Regions from separate parts of the Sus scrofa genome. Here all the other regions are linked to region 3. A link is a contact called in public Hi-C data. All regions are on one chromosome and are shown on one strand. The core of a region is the stretch at or near the end of the contact, and the rest is flanking DNA. Distances in the headings are between cores, read along the strand shown. Region 1 holds the start of DHRS1 (dehydrogenase/reductase SDR family member 1). Region 2 holds the start of TINF2 (TERF1-interacting nuclear factor 2). Region 3 holds the start of PRMT5 (protein arginine methyltransferase 5).

Evidence for each region. Hi-C and Micro-C count contacts between places; a contact is called where the count stands out from the background.
Region 1: a contact with region 3 is called in a Hi-C map of liver, with 4 times the contacts expected there. The contact joins the promoter of DHRS1 here to the promoter of PRMT5 in region 3. A contact is called at or near these places in 1 of 5 promoter capture datasets (liver) and 1 of 47 Hi-C or Micro-C datasets (liver).
Region 2: a contact with region 3 is called in a Hi-C map of heart right ventricle, with 3 times the contacts expected there. The contact joins the promoter of TINF2 here to the promoter of PRMT5 in region 3. A contact is called at or near these places in 1 of 5 promoter capture datasets (fetal liver) and 1 of 47 Hi-C or Micro-C datasets (heart right ventricle).

What each region holds. Positions count from the first base shown.
Region 1 is chr7:74,990,708-74,993,493 of Sscrofa11.1, reverse strand. It overlaps DHRS1 (dehydrogenase/reductase SDR family member 1), which reads right to left and starts at 1,374. Exons shown (of 9, transcript XM_003128543.4): 1 at 1,112-1,374; 2 at 549-722. The coding sequence starts at 698. It overlaps NOP9 (nucleolar protein 9), which reads left to right and starts at 1,386. Exons shown (of 10, transcript XM_001927718.4): 1 at 1,386-1,747; 2 at 1,963-2,418. The coding sequence starts at 1,504.
Region 2 is chr7:75,055,195-75,058,073 of Sscrofa11.1, reverse strand. TINF2 (TERF1-interacting nuclear factor 2) reads right to left here and starts at 1,283. Exons shown (of 8, transcript XR_002345917.1): 1 at 739-1,283; 2 at 492-596; 3 at 271-372; 4 at 1-192.
Region 3 is chr7:76,109,524-76,112,681 of Sscrofa11.1, reverse strand. PRMT5 (protein arginine methyltransferase 5) reads right to left here and starts at 1,677. Exons shown (of 17, transcript NM_001160093.1): 1 at 1,563-1,677; 2 at 764-882; 3 at 369-454. The coding sequence starts at 1,672. TRNAR-ACG (a tRNA gene) reads left to right here and starts at 2,027; the gene lies at 2,027-2,099. LOC110261594 (a long non-coding RNA gene) reads left to right here and starts at 1,897. Exons shown (of 3, transcript XR_002345942.1): 1 at 1,897-2,078.

The DNA of each region.
Region 1 (2,786 bases), core at 125-2,624, 1.1 Mb after region 3:
GGACTCTTTCTTTTTTTGGCCATGCCTGAGACATGGAAGTTCCAGGGCCAGGGGCTGAACCCATGCCACAACTGTAACCAGAGCCATAACAGTGACAATGCTAAATCCTTAACCCACTGAGTCACTAGAGAACTCTTGGACTCTTTTAAGAGCAGAAGTTATGTCTTACTAATCTTGTTAATTCCAGTGCTTCACCCAGTGCCTAGCAAATCAAAATCATCCCAATGTTGAAATGAAATCCAGTAGAAAAGTCAAGCAAAAATATACGATTCAATAAAGTCTTGACTAAATTAGAGAAAAGGCATAGGTCCACAACTTTTAGCTGCAATTTCAAAATCCCTGAAACACTCAACAGAAAGTTTTTTTCATAAAATTCACTCAGTGGCAAAATGTGACCTGAAGCTAGGGCGTTTATTTATCCCACGTTCGGTACATATTCATGCTTTGTTGAGGAATATCATGGTTTCAGGTAAGGAATTAGAGGGAAGTTAATGGGAAGAGCTCCCTCAGGTGGTTTCTGCCCCTGGGGTCCCAGAGGACGCACTCACCTCCTGGGCAGTGACCTGCAGCGTGTCAAGATGGCGGCCAGTGATGTAAACTGTGGCACCTGCTTCGCAGAGCTGTAAAGCGATGCCACGGCCAATACCCCTGGAAGCACCTGTCACCACGCACACTTGGCCCTGCATGGGTGCTACCATGACTCACAAGAGAAGGGGTTAAATCTGTGGAAGCAAAGACCTGCTCTGAGGAAAAGACTGTGTATGTCGGGGGCGGCCTCTGACAAAGGTAAGAGGGAGAGCCAAGGTTGAGATCCTTTGAAGGGAGAGAAGTTTCAGAGGGGGCCAACTAGTGCAGGCTCCCGGACAAGGCTGGCTGTCCTTTCTGGGAAGCCAAGGAGTTTAGAAGGGGACTGTGTGAGGCTGTCCAGGCCGGCCACCTACTGGGACTATGAGTGGGGCTGACTGGGTGGGAGACTGTGGCAGGACAGTTCTGGCGCGTCCACGCAGAGTCCTGTACTATCTAGAGCTCTGGCCACTGGTCCGGAGGCAGTGGAGTGGGCGGGGGGCCCAGGGACCGTAAGCCTTAAGTGGAGGGGGCTCGTGCCTCTTACCTGCCACCTGTGCTGCCTCTGGACTCGTCACACCGTCTCGCTCGTTCTCGGAGGACTTTAATTCCGTTTTCAGGGGCGGGACAAGGCGACGTCAACCGGGTCAGAATACGACGCTGGGGTGGAAGTCCGCGCTCTGGCCGGGTTTCCGCCGTGGACGCGGAGGGAAGCACGACTTCAGATGTGCGAGGGGACCCCACAAACAGGGGCGGGGCGATCCCGTGGCCCAGCCACGCCCACCCCGGAAGGGGCCGTCGCGCGGCTCTGACGTGTAACGCTGCGCCCTGAGCGTGCCGGCGTGTCTAAACTCTACCCTGCCCCAGCCCTCACCTGCTGCGTGAGTGTTCCTTGGCCGCTAAGGAAGGTTTTGCTGGCGGAGCGGGCACGGAGCAGCCATGGGGCTGGGCCCGCGCTCCTGCCACCCGGCGGGGCGAGGGTTCCCAGCTGGCGGCAAACGAGGACGCGGAGCCAAGGGTTCGGGGCGCCCCGCATCAAGCCGCCAGCAACCTTGCCCGCCTCCGGAGGGGCGCTCGGAGCCAGCTACAGATGCCCACCCTCACCTGAGCTCCGAAGCTCTAGGATATTTCCGTCGGGCGCTCTCCGCGCTGAAAGAGGCCCCCGAGGCAGGAGAAGAACGAGGTAGGAAGCAACTTCGGGGTGAGATCAAGGAAGGGGCTCGTTGGGCATAAAATTCAGGACAGGCAAGGACATTTTCGTGGGTCCCCGGGGTGTAGGGACTTAGTTTCTATCTCCTGTATCCCCTTTCTTACTCCCCGCCCCTTGGATAGGTGATGGAACATAACCTTATTCTCCTTTCGGTCTCTTCGATATATTTCTTTTTTTTGTTTTTCCAGAGCTGATGGTGCACAATGTTTTGAAAGAAGTGGAGGCTCAGGCCCTGGCCCTGGCTACAAACAGGACTGGTAGTGAGATGCTGCAGGAACTCTTAGGGTTCAGTCCCCTGAAACCGCTGTGTCGAGTATGGGCTGTTCTGCGCCCCAACTTGCGCTTTGTGGCCTGCCATCGATGTGGGGTCCATGTACTGCAAAGTGCTTTGCTGCAGCTGCCTCGATTGCTAGGGAGCCCTGCAGAGGAGGAGGAGGAGGAGGAAGAGGAGGAGAATGGGAAGGATGATTCTTTGGAGACCGTGGAGGAGTTGGTCCTGGGACTAGCTGCTGAGGTGTGTGATGATTTTCTTTTCTACTGTGGAGACACACATGGCAGCTTCGTGGTCAGAACTTTGCTGCAGGTATTGGGAGGCACTCTTCTGGATTCTGAGAGAGCCAGGCATCGAGGTTCCCAGTCACCTGGTAAGTATTACAGGAGAGGGATGTGGACCTAGAGGGAAGGAGAGTTTGGAAGTTCAGAAGTAGAGAATAAGCAGAATATTTCTTCATGACCTTGAGGAATTATCAGAGAAATTAGGACAGGGATAGCAGGTGAAAGATTAGTGTGCATAGAGGCCCAGAGGTAAGATGCATAGGTGTGTTTAGGGGACAGAGCTGTTAGAAGAATGGGAGGAAGTGGAAGAGGTGATTCATTCAAACATTGGATTTCCTTTTTTTTTTTTTTTTAAACCAAAATTCACAGTAAGAAAAAAAATTTTTTAAATATAACTCAACATTCTTGTGCGTTTATATGCACATATTGGATTCAAGCAAAAGTTCAGGAAACCATG
Region 2 (2,879 bases), core at 34-2,533, 1.1 Mb after region 3:
GGCAAGGAGAAGAGAGGCATAAAGACCACAGTCCTTGACACAACCACCCACATTCTACCCTTAATGTGTTTTGTTCCCAGAAACCTGCTGTGCCTGCAGTGTAGGCAGTGCTTTTTCCAGCTGACACAAGTATTCAAAAAACAGCTTTTCCATGGCAGCCAGGAAAGTTTCCCCATACTCTTGCTCAAGTCCCTGCAGGAAGGAAAGAAGCAGGTCAGAAAAGGACTAAAGAAAAAGCTACACCATAGCTTCCAAAGCTGCCAGTCCCACCTGTAGGTTCGAAGCCAAATCAACAGAATCCTTTGCTAGTTGCTTCACCTGCTGGCAAAAGGTTTCCTGGGCCTCTGAGATTTTCCTCAGATCCTGCTTTGTCTGTTGGGAGTAAGGAAAGCAAACAAGTTAGGGACATCAGGACCAGTGACAGGAAGGAGGAGCAACTGTGCTGCCCTAAGTGTTAACTGGGGGTAGGGCTTCTTCCAGGGACGACTCACGGCTTTGGGGTCCCGCACCACAGGTCCAGACTCTGGGAAGTGGTGATTCAGGGCATTCAGAACCTGGGCCCAAGGCCGGCCCTGCAGGATCAGCTCCACCACCAGCTGTGAAGAATACTGAGCTCAGAATCCCCACGTCGGGGCAAGCTACCCTTTTCCAACCAGTCCCACTCCAGAGCGGTCGGTCCAGCAGAGGACCTCGTATCCCTCCCCTTTCCCCTCAACCAGGTCCTACTGACTCCAATACCTTGGCCTTTAGGCCCATACACAGGCGTTCATGGTGCCGGTAGCGAACCAAGCCAGGGGCAGCAGCGCGCAGGGATCGCAGAAACTCCAATACTCGCGGAAAATGCTCCACGCGCCGTCCGCGCACAACTTGCCAGCTGGCTGCGGCTGCGAAGCGCAGGGCTGCGGGACCAGCCTCCGGGGGCGCGGCCATGGCCGGCGGGCTCCACCCCAGGGGCCGTCCCTTTTGGTTCCTACCTCCAAGGCGAGGCTTCGCGACTCCTCCTAGGGGTGGGGCTTCCGGTGGCCCTCCGACTCCGCTATTTTGGTCTGCGCCGCATAGTTCGCGATCTGAGTCCACACCCTCCCGTGGGTCACTAGAATTCTAGGGTTTTTTTCCCCAACTCTGGATGCAGCCCGAATGGAGAAGCTGGCCAGCTACACTGGCACCAGGTTGCTGTGTCTTAGACGCCGCCGCAGTCTCTAACCGGACGGCTACCTCGCTTCGGCTCTGCCACCAGTTTCCCTACCCCGGAAAAGGGTGGCAGTGGAGAACCAATGGGCCTTCAGGCAGAGGAGACGTGACGTCGCGTCATAAGGCCACGCCCCCGCAGATCCGGCTGCGCCGCTGCCGGCTCCCGCCCACTGTGACCTGCTCTGCTGACGGCCGGTGGGTGGTGGCGAGTGCAGTTTTGGGTCCCGCCCCTGGCCTCGGTGTTTTTTTGCGGAGCATATAGAGAAGTCACGTCTTTCTTTGAGGTCTAGCTTTTTGGTCTTTGAAGGAGGTCTATGCCACTTCCTTTCTCCATTGTCTTCACCTCTCAAATACGATTCCTTAAATCCCGGCACCCAAACCAGCGCCTGCAAAGCCTTTCCCGGCGGCGCGCCGCTGCCATTAAGAATTCAACTGTTCTTCCTTTCACAGAACAGAAGAGGGCGCCCGCCTTTAAAAAATAAAATACAGGGAGTTCCTGGTGTGGTTCAGCGGGTTACGGACCTGACTAGTATGCTTGAGGATGCAGGTTCGATCCTTGACCCTGCTTAGTGGGTTGAGGGTCAGTTGCCTTGAGCTTTGCTGTAGGTTGCAGACGCGCCTCAGATCTAGCGTTGCTGTGGGTGTGGTGGAGGCCAGCAGCGGTAGCTCCCATTCGACCCCTAGCCTGAGAACTTCCATATGCCACGGGTGTGGCCCTAAAAAAGCAAAGGAAATCCAACCAAACAAACAAAAACAAACCCGAAAACAAAGTTTAAAAAGATACATCAGGAGTTCCCGTCGTGGCGCAGTGGTTAACGAATCCGACTAGGAACCATGAGGTTGTGGGTTCGGTCCCTGCCCTTGCTCAGTGGGTTGACGATCCGGCGTTGCCGTGAGCTGTGGTGTAGATCGCAGACGCGGCTCGGATCCCGCGTTGCTGTGGCTCTGGCGTAGGCCGGTGGCTACAGCTCCGATTCGACCCCTAGCCTGGGAACCTCCATATGCCCCGGGAGCGGCCCAAGAAATAGCAACAACAACAACAAAAAAAAAGACAAAAGACAAAAAAAAAAAAAAAGATACATCAGATTGTTACCCTGTTTTTCTCTAGATGGTGAGACTAGGTAATATTCTATGTTTTCTATGTTTGCTATCTTTTCTTTTTTAATCATGAAGTGCTAAAGTAAATAATAAAAATAGATTTTCTTTTTCAAATTGCTTCCGCGCACTTGCTACAGTCAGTCCCCTAATGTAAATGACTGTTTTACTTGTCTTTCTCCTTGTCACAGTTTCTGGTGCCTCTCATTTCCATTGCCAGGAACAGAACCTCTGCACACAATGTACATTTTCTGTTGATTGAATTAATTACCTTCTCTGACTGCCTTACAGGGGTTTAGTGAAATTACCCTTTCTTTGGGGCATCTCCTTTCCTAGATATAATGGCTCCCCACCGTCTCCACTTAAGATCAGTCTTCTGAGGTGCCCCACATATTCAGCTGCCCAGGGGGCATCTAGTTGGAGGTCCCGAAGTACCCAGATCAGACATGTATGAAATTCTAGTTATATTTCACTTTTGAGACATAATTTTGATATATACAGAAGTCTAGGTTGGTGGGCTTTTTTCCTTCAGCACTTTAAATTTACTGCACTCCACACAACTTATACAACTCAACAGCAAAAAAGCCAACAAC
Region 3 (3,158 bases), core at 428-2,927:
TGTCTGCAACCTACACCACAGCTCACGGCAATGCCGGATCCTTAACCCGCTGAGCAAGGCCAGGGACTGAACCCTTGTCCTCATCCTCATGGATGCTAGTTTTTTTTTTTTTTTTTTTTTTTTATTTTCCCACTGTACAGCAAGGGGGTCAGGTCATCCTTAGATGTATACATTGCAGTTACAGTTTTTTCCCCCACTGGATGCTAGTTTGATTCATTAACCACTAAGCCACAAGGGGAACTCCTCAAACAGCTTTAAGTGCATTACATCAGATTTACTAAGTTATGGAGGGGAAAAATCTGTTCTCCCCATCCAGGTTGTTTACAGATCTGATCTTTAGAAAGATTCGGTGAAGATGTCAGTCTTACCGCCTCAGAGTTCCTGCGGATCTTCTCCACTTTTGAGTCTGGACGAATCCATGGGGAAAGCTTGCCCACAATTAGTGTATTCCAGTCTGCACTCCCCAACCCAAGAAAGACAAAGACTGAGTGAGGTTCAGCACTTTATGCATTCAATTTCTATTTCTTAACAGGGAATAGTAGAGATGAGAGACAAAAGGCTTTTTCTATCACAGATACAGGAAAGCCTGATGCAGAATAGGAAACTAAGGCTTTGAGCAGTAAGCAAGGAGAGAACAAGAGTTATCCATATCCCAGGGTTGAACAAATACATCCAGGTCAAGAAAGGAAGAGGAAGAAGGCACTGATAAAACATAAGTTGTTACTGCCTCTAATAATTAAGGGGCATGTGGGATGGTCCCTACCCCTTCCTGACAGCAGTAGGTCTGATCGTGTCTGGGGACCCGGCCGATTCTTAGCAGGTTCCTGAGTGAACTCCCTCTTGAAACGCGGGTGGAAGACAGGCATGCAGAGGAAATCAAACCTACAACCACGACAGACCCAGAATCGTCATGTAAAGAGAGTAGCAGTGCCCAGCGATCCAAGCAATTGGACTAGGCTATCTCCATTCTGCACAACCCTTTCAGCTGCCATTAGTCAGTCACTCGAATGGGCTGCTGAATTCGGCCCATTTTAGGGAATATCACTTCCACTGCGTTGTGCCTCAATTTCTTCCCAGAACAGAGCCATGGAAAAGATGAGAAAAGAGAAAAGATGAAAATCCACGCCACGTGGACTTTCTACTCTGTTGTCACTGATTTTCCAAGACTGTCATATCCAGATCTGCTCCAGTACTACCCAGGCTTCAGCCCTCAAGGTTCATCTCTCCTCTCCCTAGCCCCATAACACTTCCTCCCACTCTGAGACAAGAACCTCGCACCTCGCTCTCCAGGGCCCTTGAGGTCGTACGCCCTCTTTTTGAGTTTACCTGATAACTCTCTCGACTTTGGGGTTCAGGGACCACACGTTCCCAATATGTCTTTCTTTCTCTTTCTCTTACGCTCCAGGGCCGGAGGCTTCTCCCTACATGGACTAGCGGTTTCTCCCACCCTAATCTTATCCACTCCGACCCCCTCACCCCTGCTTCCCAGGGATGACTGGTCTGCCCCTCTCAGTCCCCGAGTTCCGACCCCGCATTCTGTTCGCGGAAGTCCAGGCCCTCACCCCTGCTTGGCCACAGCCCCCAGTGTGTCAGCTATTTCGGGGACGCAATTCAGGTCCCTCCCGCTGGACACGCGGCTTCCACCGGCACCGCCGACCGCCATCGCCGCCATCTTTTCCCTCGCGCAGTCCACGCCGAGATTCCCTGACACTGGCAGCCAATCACAAAGCCGAAAAAAAGCCCCCGGAAGGCGGGACGAGTCTCCCTGACAACCAAAGCGTCTCCCAGGGTCCCGAGCAAGTGGAGGAGGGGTGGGAAGTGGCTCTTCCTGCCAATCCGCAGGCTGCACAGTGACGTAGGGCACGGCTCCGGAAGAGTCACCAATCTCAGGGTCTGGTTCTCGACAAACTTCGATCTCCCATAATGCTTCATGTACTGGTAAAATTCCGGTAAGAGACTACACGTCCCATGAAACCCTGCAGTATAAGCTTGAAGTGTCATCATTGAGAACGAAGAAGTCGTCTCAGGGCCAGTGGCGCAATGGATAACGCGTCTGACTACGGATCAGAAGATTCCAGGTTCGACTCCTGGCTGGCTCGGTGGGGCTAACGCTTTTGGTGCATCCCCTGCAATGCTTTAATGCCCCCTTTTAAAATTTCTTCGCTGTCCTCTCTCGCTCTCATTTTCAGGTCTTAATGTTATTGCATTCTGCAACTATTTCATGCCAGCGTTTAATAATACCTAGTTCAAAGATGGTTCTTGTGTCCCTGCCTTGGTGCATCCAAATGCACCAAGAAAACTGAGTTAATGGCTGGTGCTCTTAAAATGGATTTTGAATGGGCCTTAGTATATTTTTAAACAGATTGTGGCAATTCAGCCACAAATTCCTTGTGATTCGGTATCTCAAATACAAAAAGCAAACACTGAAACACACACACCACTGAAGATAAAGGAATTCATGGTGAGAGATTACAGTGGAGAGAAGTTATGAATTGACTGGCAGAGACAGGAAAGAGTCTCTACATTTTTCTTTTCCATGCTTGCTAGAGGGATGGAAAAGAAGGAAAGGAATGAAGCAAAAAAAGATCTAGGCAGGAGAAATACCTGAAGGCAGGAAGCCCAGAGGTGTTGCGGACTTGGCAGCGGGGAACGGAAAAGAGAATCAATACAAAAGGCCCTAGGCAGGAGGCCTTGACAGAATTTAGAGACCGACTGACAGGGAGTCTGAGAAAGGGAAGTCTGGGGGTGATGCCCAGAGTTCTGGCCTCTTTGAGCGAGACAAATGATAAAAGCTGGTTTAGGGAGAATCGAGGCTGGGGTTTGGAAATGCTGACTTGGACGTCTAGGGGGCGCTGTGTAATAGAGAGTTGTATGAACAGTGATCTGAACCAGACAAGATTTGCAAATCGCCAGAAGAGAGATAGTGACTGAAGCCAGGAGACCGAATGAGATCGCCGCAGTGGACGACAGAGTCCTGAGAAACACGGAATGTGTGTGGATAGGCTAAGCTATAAGGGAATACATTGTAAGCGCCCCAAAAGGATGAAAGTCAGAAAGTCAGAGAACTACGAAAATGCCTATGAAGCCTAAAAGAGTTGGAGGTGCTTGTGTCTCATCTTACTATTACTAGAATTTGTCTTTTTTTTCTTTCCTTTTTT